Regions from separate parts of the Mus musculus genome. Here region 1 is linked to region 2. A link is a contact called in public promoter capture Hi-C data. All regions are on one chromosome and are shown on one strand. The core of a region is the stretch at or near the end of the contact, and the rest is flanking DNA. Distances in the headings are between cores, read along the strand shown. Region 1 holds the start of Tbc1d10b (TBC1 domain family, member 10b). Region 2 holds the start of Phkg2 (phosphorylase kinase, gamma 2 (testis)).

Region 1 (3,881 bases), core at 526-3,025, 360 kb after region 2:
GCGGGAAAGTAAGCTGACAAGACTAAGGAGCTTCAAAAGACAGAAAGGGATAGGGACATTGAGAGCTAGGTCTCACTAGGATTTTGAGAGTGGCCTTATGGATTTGGTAGTCCACTCATCCTGGGGCTCAAGAGAATGAGAACAGAGGAAGCAGTGTTTAGAAGTGGGAAGGTTCCTGGTTCAGCGGTGGCCTTTAGTCTCAGAACTCAGGAGACAGAGGCAGGCGGATCTCTGAGTTTGAGGCCAGCATGGTCTTCAGAGTGAGTTCCAGGACAGACGTGCAGGGCCACACAGAGACACTGTCTTGAAAATAAATAAATAAATAAATAAATAAAAAACAAAACAAAAAAAGAAGAATCTGGAAGGTTAGAACTCATAACGTCAGGTCTTGTAGTTAGTAGCTAATGAGTACTAAGAGAAGTGGATAACAATACGGCTTGGTTCTTGAATCCTTCAAAGAGGAGGGTTCATGGTATTGAGGATTCATGGATTTGGGTTCTGAGATGGGACCTCCACCCACAAGCCGGGAGAGTGAAGTAGTGCTCAGAGGATATGGGTTTCAGAAATTGCAGTGTTTGCGGCGGCGGGGTGGAGGTGGGGGGGGGGGGAGAAGCTGAGTTTGTACATGAGAACTTAGAGAAACCTGGTCTGAGTTCCTGCCTGAAATAGGGAATTGAGAGATGAGTCTTTCAGAGGACTGACTATAGTCTAACTAGACACATCGAGGTAGAGAGTACTGATGAGGGCACTGGGTTTGTGGTGCAGCTCAGGAGTTGAATGAACAGGGGCTCTTTTGGAAACCCAAGAAGGCCAGCGCGGCACTCTTATTGGCTAGGAGCCGCACCGATGCTCCAGGCTCTTCTCAGTGATGTCCCCAGTTGTCACCTCCTCTCGCGCTTGTCTCTGGTTGTCACTGACTATTCTTGCTCTGGCACCGCCTGCTGGCAGCATCCCTGGCCCTAGAAGCAGAGAATGTTATCTATTTCTACTCTTATGCAAAGTGGAGAAGGACAGTCATTGGCTAACAAGTTAATCACAAGTTAAGCCCGCCTCTCCCTGGTTGTCATTCCTTCCTGATCATCTCAGGAAGTCTAAGAATTTTTCGGCTCTTTCTATTGACTGCTGATGCTGTCATCACAGGAATAGACGTGACCGTCAGTCAATTTGACTGCCTAGCCCCCCTTTTTAATTTGGTTCCCTTTTCACCATTTCCATTGGCTAACAAGTTCCTAGTCCCTGCCTCTTACTGCCCAACACCAGCCTCATTCCCCGCCCTTCTGCGGTCACTCACTCTCTTCAGTTGTGTTTATTGGCCTGGATGCTCAGGATCTCTCTTTTCTATTGCTTGTTTTCTTCGTCCTGCCTCTGCCTTCTTCACTTCCTCTTTCTCGAGTACCCACCCTCTTCCCGCCTCTAACCCCACCCACCCTTCCATCGATTGGCAGGAACTCAGTTTTCTCTCTCCTATTATCCGTCCTGGTCTTATAGAGGGGGCGGGAGATTAAAAAAAAAAAAAAAAAAAAAAAAAGGAGGGGTGCGGGAGGGCCTTTCCTCGCGCAGGCGTAGTTCGCCGGGACAGTGGCTGCTCCTCCGCGTCTGCGCAGGCGCGACGTCGGCAGCCGGCCCCTCGCTGGGAGGGGGCGGCGCGAGCGCGCGAGTAGGGTGAGAGGCCGGGAGACCCCGGCGCGAGCGCCGTCGACCCTTGCCCCGCCTGCGCGCGCCGCCCGCCGCCTGCCGCCGGGTCCCGCCCCGCCCCCGGCGCGCGCCGAGCCGCGCCCTTCGCCCTCTCTGCAGCCCCGGCGGGCTGCTCCGGGCGGCCTGAGGGGCGGCGCCTTCTGCGGCCTCCCCGGCGGGGGGATGTGAGGGGCCGCCCGCAGCTATGGAGACGGGTCCGGCGCCCCTTGTGGCCCCGCCGCGCCGCCACGGCGCCCCCGCTGCCCCTTCGCCCCCGCCCCGGGGCTCCCGGGCCGGATCGCACTTAGTGGTGGAACCGGGACCGCCAGTGACTACAGCCACTTCGGCCCCAGTCGAATTGGTGGCCCCCGGGGAGGCTCGGCCCGCCTGCGTCCCAGGATCATCACAGACCTCGGCCTCTACACCCACGACAGCTACGAGCAGCACGGTAGTGATGCTGACCCTGGAGGCCTCACCCGAAGCCGCGAAGACGCAAGAGTTCCCCGCACCAGCGGCAGAAACAGGAGCCGAGACGTCGGTGGCTTTGGCTTTGGGGACAGACACTCAAAAGACGGAAGAGGTTCGAGCCTCTCCTGTCCCAGGACCAGGGACCCCCACTCGGACACCTTCCAGAATGGCGCCTGGAGCCCTGACTGCCAAACCCCCGCTTGCCCCCAAGCCGGGGACCACAGTGGCTTCAGGAGTGACTGCACGGGGTGGAGTAGGACAGGTGGCAGGTGGGCATGAAGCTGCGACCTCAGCATCAGCAGGGTCGGTGCCTGAGGACCCCTCAGGGCCTGTCACAGGCCCTCCCGGGACATGCGAGGCTCCGGCTCCGACTCCGGTGGCTGTGGTGACAGTGACCCCAGCTCCGGAGCCTGTTGAAAACTTTCAAGACCTGGGCTCCACGTCCAGTCTAGGACCTGGCATCTCGGGGCCTCGGGGTCAGGCCCCAGACACCCTGAGCTACTTGGACTCCGTGAGCCTCATGTCAGGGACCTTGGAGTCCTTGCCGGATGATGTGAGCTCCATGGGTTCAGACTCGGAGATAAATGGGATGGCCCTGCGCAAGACGGACAAGTATGGTTTCCTTGGGGGCAGCCAGTACTCAGGCAGCCTGTGAGTACACAGTGGGCACCCCGTGGGGGCTGCCTGGGGACGCGTAGGGGGAGGGGAGGGGCGGGGAGGGGATGCACCTGGCCAGCCCTGGCCCAGGGAGTCATTAGCAGGAGCTGCAGTGCCCAGAGCATCCTGGGGTTTCTATGACTTCAGAGCTGAGGACCAGGGATCAAGGCAGTCGTCTCGATTTAAGCCTAGACCTTGCCTAGGCCCGTGTCCTTGAGCTAGTGGTGTCCCTGTTTCTATGCCTCAGTTTCCTCTATGAAGAGAGGGATTGAATGAGCTGATACCTACTAAGCAGCTAAGATGCCAGCTGCTTGGTATGAAACTATTAACTAAAAAGGCCAGACATTCTGGAAAGTTGGTTGGGCGAGGATTCTGGCAGAAATCTTAGATCTCTGAGGGCAAGAGGGATGCCTTCAGAGTAGCAGTGGGTGTGGGGGGGTATCTGTAGGCAGAATAGTGGGGTGAGAAAGTCTGCTTGATGGAGGAGAGACCCTGAAGGCAGGGCTTTTGTGAGAGGGCAGTTTTGTATTTTCATTGAAGGGAAAGGGTGGGGGAGGCCTCTTCCCCATTTCCTCATCTCCCCTGCCCTAGTTGAGCTTTCCTAGTTCCTTCCAGGGAGGGGCCTGAGTCACTCCTAAGGTGGGGGTGAGTGTGATTAGCCTGACTTCTTCCTTCTCTCTCTGGAGCCTGGCCATTGCTTCTGTGCTCCCTAACCTGCTTGCTGGTCTGTACCTGGTTAGCTCAGCCTGGAGCATCGCCTGAGGACACTGCAGCCCGGCTCTGAACTGAGCACTCACTCAATCCACTAACTGAAGGCACTCATCAGGAGGGAATGCCCAAACAGTCTCAGTGTAATTGGCTGGGTTTAGCTTAGAGATGAGAGGCTTCTGTGAGCGCCTGGGTGTGAGAATCCTCCTGAGGATCTGAACCAGGGGGTGGGGTGGGAGAGGAATACAGGCAGGGCTTGTAAGCTAACAAAATTCAAAACTTGATTGGGGCCAGGCAGTGATGGCCCATGCCTTTAATCCCACCACTCGGGAGGCAGAGGCAGGAGGATTTCTGAGTTTGAGGCCAGCCTGGTC
Region 2 (4,265 bases), core at 373-2,872:
GCTCCACGTCATGGTACCGCTCTGAAAGCGTCCGCATCATGGCCTAAAGCCCCATTTTCCTCACTTCCTTTCTTGTCTTTCCCCACTCTGTCTATGGTCTAGCCACTGCCTTGAGCCCTGCACTAACTGCCCCCTCTAAATGAGAAGACACCCCCCCCCCCCAGCCTATTCTCACACTTTATGTCTCAGCTCAAGTCCTCGGAGCTGAGAATGTGGCTCTGTAGTAAAGCACTGTCTCTTAGGATGGGGCCCTGAGTTTAATCCCCAGCACCATGAACAACCAAACACCCCTCCCCCAACCCTCCTGTCATTTTCTTAGAAGTCTCCTAAAGCCCCTCCTCTGTGGAGACCCCGTTGATTGAATCCTACTGCCTACTTATTTTTTCCCCTAACGCTCCTTTCGACCTTTATCTTTTTTTCATTATGTAAAGATAGAAACATTTCCAAGACAGAAACTTCCTCAGGGTTCCTGTTCTGTCACTCCCTCACCCGGTGTTCTTGGTGCTTAACACAACATAACCAATACACTATGCTTCTGAAACTAAACCATAAAGCATCTGTGGTGGCGATCACAGTAGCAATCCCTGCTCCCCTCCCCGACAGGGTTTCTCTGTGTAGTCCTGGCTGTCCTTGAACTTCCTCTGTAAACCAGGCTGGTGTCAACTCAACAGAGATTCACCTGCCTCTGCTGGGATCAAAAGCATTCACCACCACCGCCCAGCTCCAAGCATCTTTTCTACAGACCCCTACTTCTCGAACTAGATACCTTTGAAATGCTCACGTGATGGGTATTTTCTACCTTCCCGTTGTCTGGACCACAAACAATTGTTGACAATATAGATGAATAGAGGAAAAAATGCGGGTTAACTCGGAATACTAGCCAAGTCACTAACTGTTTTCCACTGTCCACTTCCTAACTATCCAGTCTTCAGAAGGAAGCCTTATTTCCTGGCTGGGAGCTGACTACACTGGGCCGGTGTATGCTTCAGCTGTGAAGGCTCACCTGCCAATGATGTCCTTAGGGTCGTACTTCTGGTAAAACTCTTTGGCCGCAGCCCAGTCAGGGAGTTCATCCTCCGGCCCCACGTCCAACGTCATTCTGAGGGATGTGGGGGCCTGGGAGGAGGAAACGGAGGGCAGTGAGGGCAAGGAGGCCCACAGGTTCTGAGAGGATGCACATCGTGGCTCCCGGGGGCGCAGCACCTGCGGCTGGGGCGCCAGGGTCCTGGGGGTTGGGGGTGGGGTAGGGGAAGGATCAGGACCGGGGAGACCACAACGAAGGGCCTAGGGGGGAGGGAGGGAAGCAGGGCAGGGAAGAGGATAGGGAAGGGCGGGAGGGGGGAAAGGTGGCTCGGAAGAAGGGGGAAATGGCACAAGTGCGGGCGGCTGTTACCGCGCAAGCGCACTTGGCGTCCACTGGGAGGGGCGCGGGGGTCTCGAGCAGGATGACCCGTGCGAGCGGGGAGGGGGAAGGGAGGGTGGGGGGAGGGGGGTGAGGAGGGAACAGTCTAACCTGCGCAAAGACCCTCAGCTGCTTGGTTTATGTTTGTTCCTTTGCTTTAACCTGTAAGGCTCCCACAGCGACCTAAGGCACCGCCCCCATCATTGCAGCCAATGGCCCCTGCTGTTTGAGAACTAGGGATTAGAAACCCTCCGATTGGAAAATGGCAGTCCAATAGGAAGACGGGATTCCAGGGCGGACAAGGCCGTTGGCGCTAGAAGTCCCCAAAAGGTCTCCACCATGAGGAGGAGCCTGAAAAACAGCCAATCAACATGTAGCACTTGCTTTTCTCTCCTGGTGCTGCTGGTCTGTAAAGAGACACGGAAGTTAGGTTACCGGAAATGTGATGTCTCCGCACTACCTCACCGTGCCCTCGGACAAGGCCCTTTTAGTTTCCTTCTGGAATCCTCATTTATTATAGTAAGAGCCTGTTCCAAAATTCCTTTTTTTGTGGAAACCTGCGTGTAGACAAGTGTGGTCATGCACGCTTAATCCCAGCACTAGGAGGCGAGGCAGGCAGATGGATCTCTTGAGATGGAGGCCAGCATGGTCTACAAAGTGAGTTCCAGGACCGGCAGGGCTGTTTATACAGAGAAACTGTTTTGAGAAACACAACAAAACAAAATGCATATGCAGCTTGGCCGTTTGGTCCTGACTAGAGCTTTCAGGATAGTGTCCATCATCCTGGGGTCACAGACTCCTACCGTCTTGCTCCCAGACCCTCCTGCATTAAGTACACAAGGTTGTTAAGGTCCTGCCTAGAGTAATTCCAAAGCCAGACATATCCTAAAACCAAGGTTCTGGAGTAACAGCAAAGAAAAAAGCAAATCCTCAAGGTTACAGTCCAGCAAAAGAGAAATGATAATTTTTGTTTTTTTAGACGGTGTCTCACTATGTAGCCCTTGTTAGTCAGGGATTCGTTGTGTATCCCAGGCTGGGGTGGAACTCCAAAGATCAGTCAGTTTGAGTGCTGGGATTTAAGGCTCAGGACGCCTAGATTACAGCATGATTTTCTAACAGCTTTTTCTATAAGGAAACCAAGTAATTTAGTGTTTTTGCTTTCTGTCACTGTAGAGCCTTTCCTCATCAAGCTTAACTTTAACAACTTGCAAAAATAGTTTTGAACTTTCCTAAGTAGGTTTGTTGTTGGTACACAGGGGATAATTATTCTGAAATTAGTCAAAATAATGTATTCATATAATTAGGAACCGAAGAGTCTTCCTATGAGAATATGAAATCTGGAACTAGAGGAAGAACTACAGGTAAAATTTGGGCAATGGTGAAAAACAGATTAAAAAATAATTTTATATTTTCCAGTATTGATTTCTAAAAGGACCCCCAAAACAGAAGCTAGTATAAAGTCTAAATGCTGATTTCTCTTGGTTGCAAACAAAGGAACCAGGGATCTTTGGGAAATGACCAAGGACAACAATAATGTGTCAGGAATCACAACCTGAGCCTCCCGATATTCCATTTAACTCACAGACTTTAAGTAGGTGGGGTTTACTGCATGTTCATTATACTTGACTAGAACATATTTTAAAGATGACAGCAGGACTTGGGATAGAGCTTAGCTATTGAATGCTTGCCCAGCAGGAACAAGGCCAAGCAGAACTCCAAGCGCTGAAAAGAGAGAGAGAGAGAGAGAGAGAGAGAGAGAGAGAGAGAGAGATGGGTATAAAAATTGAGAAAGTATATAAATTATTCACCTGATGAATAAAGGAGAAACAGTGATTTTCGGTGATGCAGCTGCTTTTGAGTCACTATGCTCCTATATAAAACCAAATAAACTCAGTGGTTAGTGACTTTCTTTGGCCTTCAGTATGCCCTATCTGGGATGAATAAGTGTTTGTTCACATCTTTCCAGTAAAGTCAAACAAAGCAATTGGCATATGAACAGGAACCCACAAACCCAACAGTTAGCTGGGAGATGCGGTTCCATGTCCCTACTATGGGGACGAGACATACTTCTGAAATGGTCTCAGTATAGCATCTGCAGGGGCAAGGGCTATCCGGATGATTACTGTGCCCCAGTGTGGTAGGAAATATTGTGCCACCTTGCTGTCCAGGCAGATGCATGTTTCCTGCAATGAATAAGAAGTGCAATCAAAGCTCAGAATTCTGAAAGAACAGCATTTTTGAGAGAGAAAACTTCAGAGTGATCCAGCTGTCATCTCATTTGTTGTAGGGTAGCATGTCTCCTTGCTGAATGGGGTCTGCCACAAGTATGGGGACACTCCAAAATGGCTGATGGGCTAGAAAATATTACACCCCTCAAATTGTCGTGTTTGATGGGATGGTAAGTGGGCTGTGGTGGCAGTCCTGTGGTCTTCTCTGTGGGTAGTAAGACATGGCCAAGGCTCAGAAGAACTTGTTCGTGTAAAGAGGTATTACAAGGAGGCAAAGATAAGTAAATATTTCCTTCCATATTAGTTTCTGACTTGACAGGAAATGTGAGAAACTGGAAGATGATGTATATATTGGCTTGCTATTTTTCAGAGCAAGCAAGATGGAAAAGAGTACAAACTAGTTCCTTATAGTCCTCTTGAGTTCCAAAAACCTAAGGTTCATAGGAGAACTTTGAAAGCAAAGAGGGAGAGAAGCAGAAGAGACTCCCCGACCTTTAATACAGAAAATGGGGAAAATCCATTAATTCAGCATATAGATGGGGGCACTTAGTAACAAGTCTAGTACAGACAAACCAGGGAAAACTACATCTGATCTGCTTGAATGGGAAATGACTTTTAAAATCACACGTTATATG

What was found. Promoter capture Hi-C pulls out the DNA fragments that hold promoters and counts their contacts.
Region 1: a contact with region 2 is called in a promoter capture Hi-C map of liver, with 2.8 times the contacts expected there. The contact joins the promoter of Tbc1d10b here to the promoter of Phkg2 in region 2. A contact is called at or near these places in 6 of 39 promoter capture datasets (the C10 cell line, cranial neural crest, hippocampal neurons and 3 more), 1 of 484 Hi-C or Micro-C datasets (natural killer cells), 8 of 115 datasets of contacts at active chromatin or transcription factors (bone marrow-derived macrophages, double positive thymocytes, effector CD8 T cells and 4 more) and 4 of 9 other capture datasets (adipose tissue, liver, macrophages and 1 more).

Annotation. Positions count from the first base shown.
Region 1 is chr7:127,206,362-127,210,242 of GRCm38.p6, reverse strand. It overlaps Tbc1d10b (TBC1 domain family, member 10b), which reads left to right and starts at 1,775. Exons shown (of 9, transcript NM_144522.5): 1 at 1,775-2,793. The coding sequence starts at 1,880. It also overlaps a transcript of Mylpf not described here.
Region 2 is chr7:127,570,705-127,574,969 of GRCm38.p6, reverse strand. It overlaps Phkg2 (phosphorylase kinase, gamma 2 (testis)), which reads right to left and starts at 1,622. Exons shown (of 10, transcript NM_026888.3): 1 at 1,514-1,622; 2 at 1,004-1,116. The coding sequence starts at 1,098.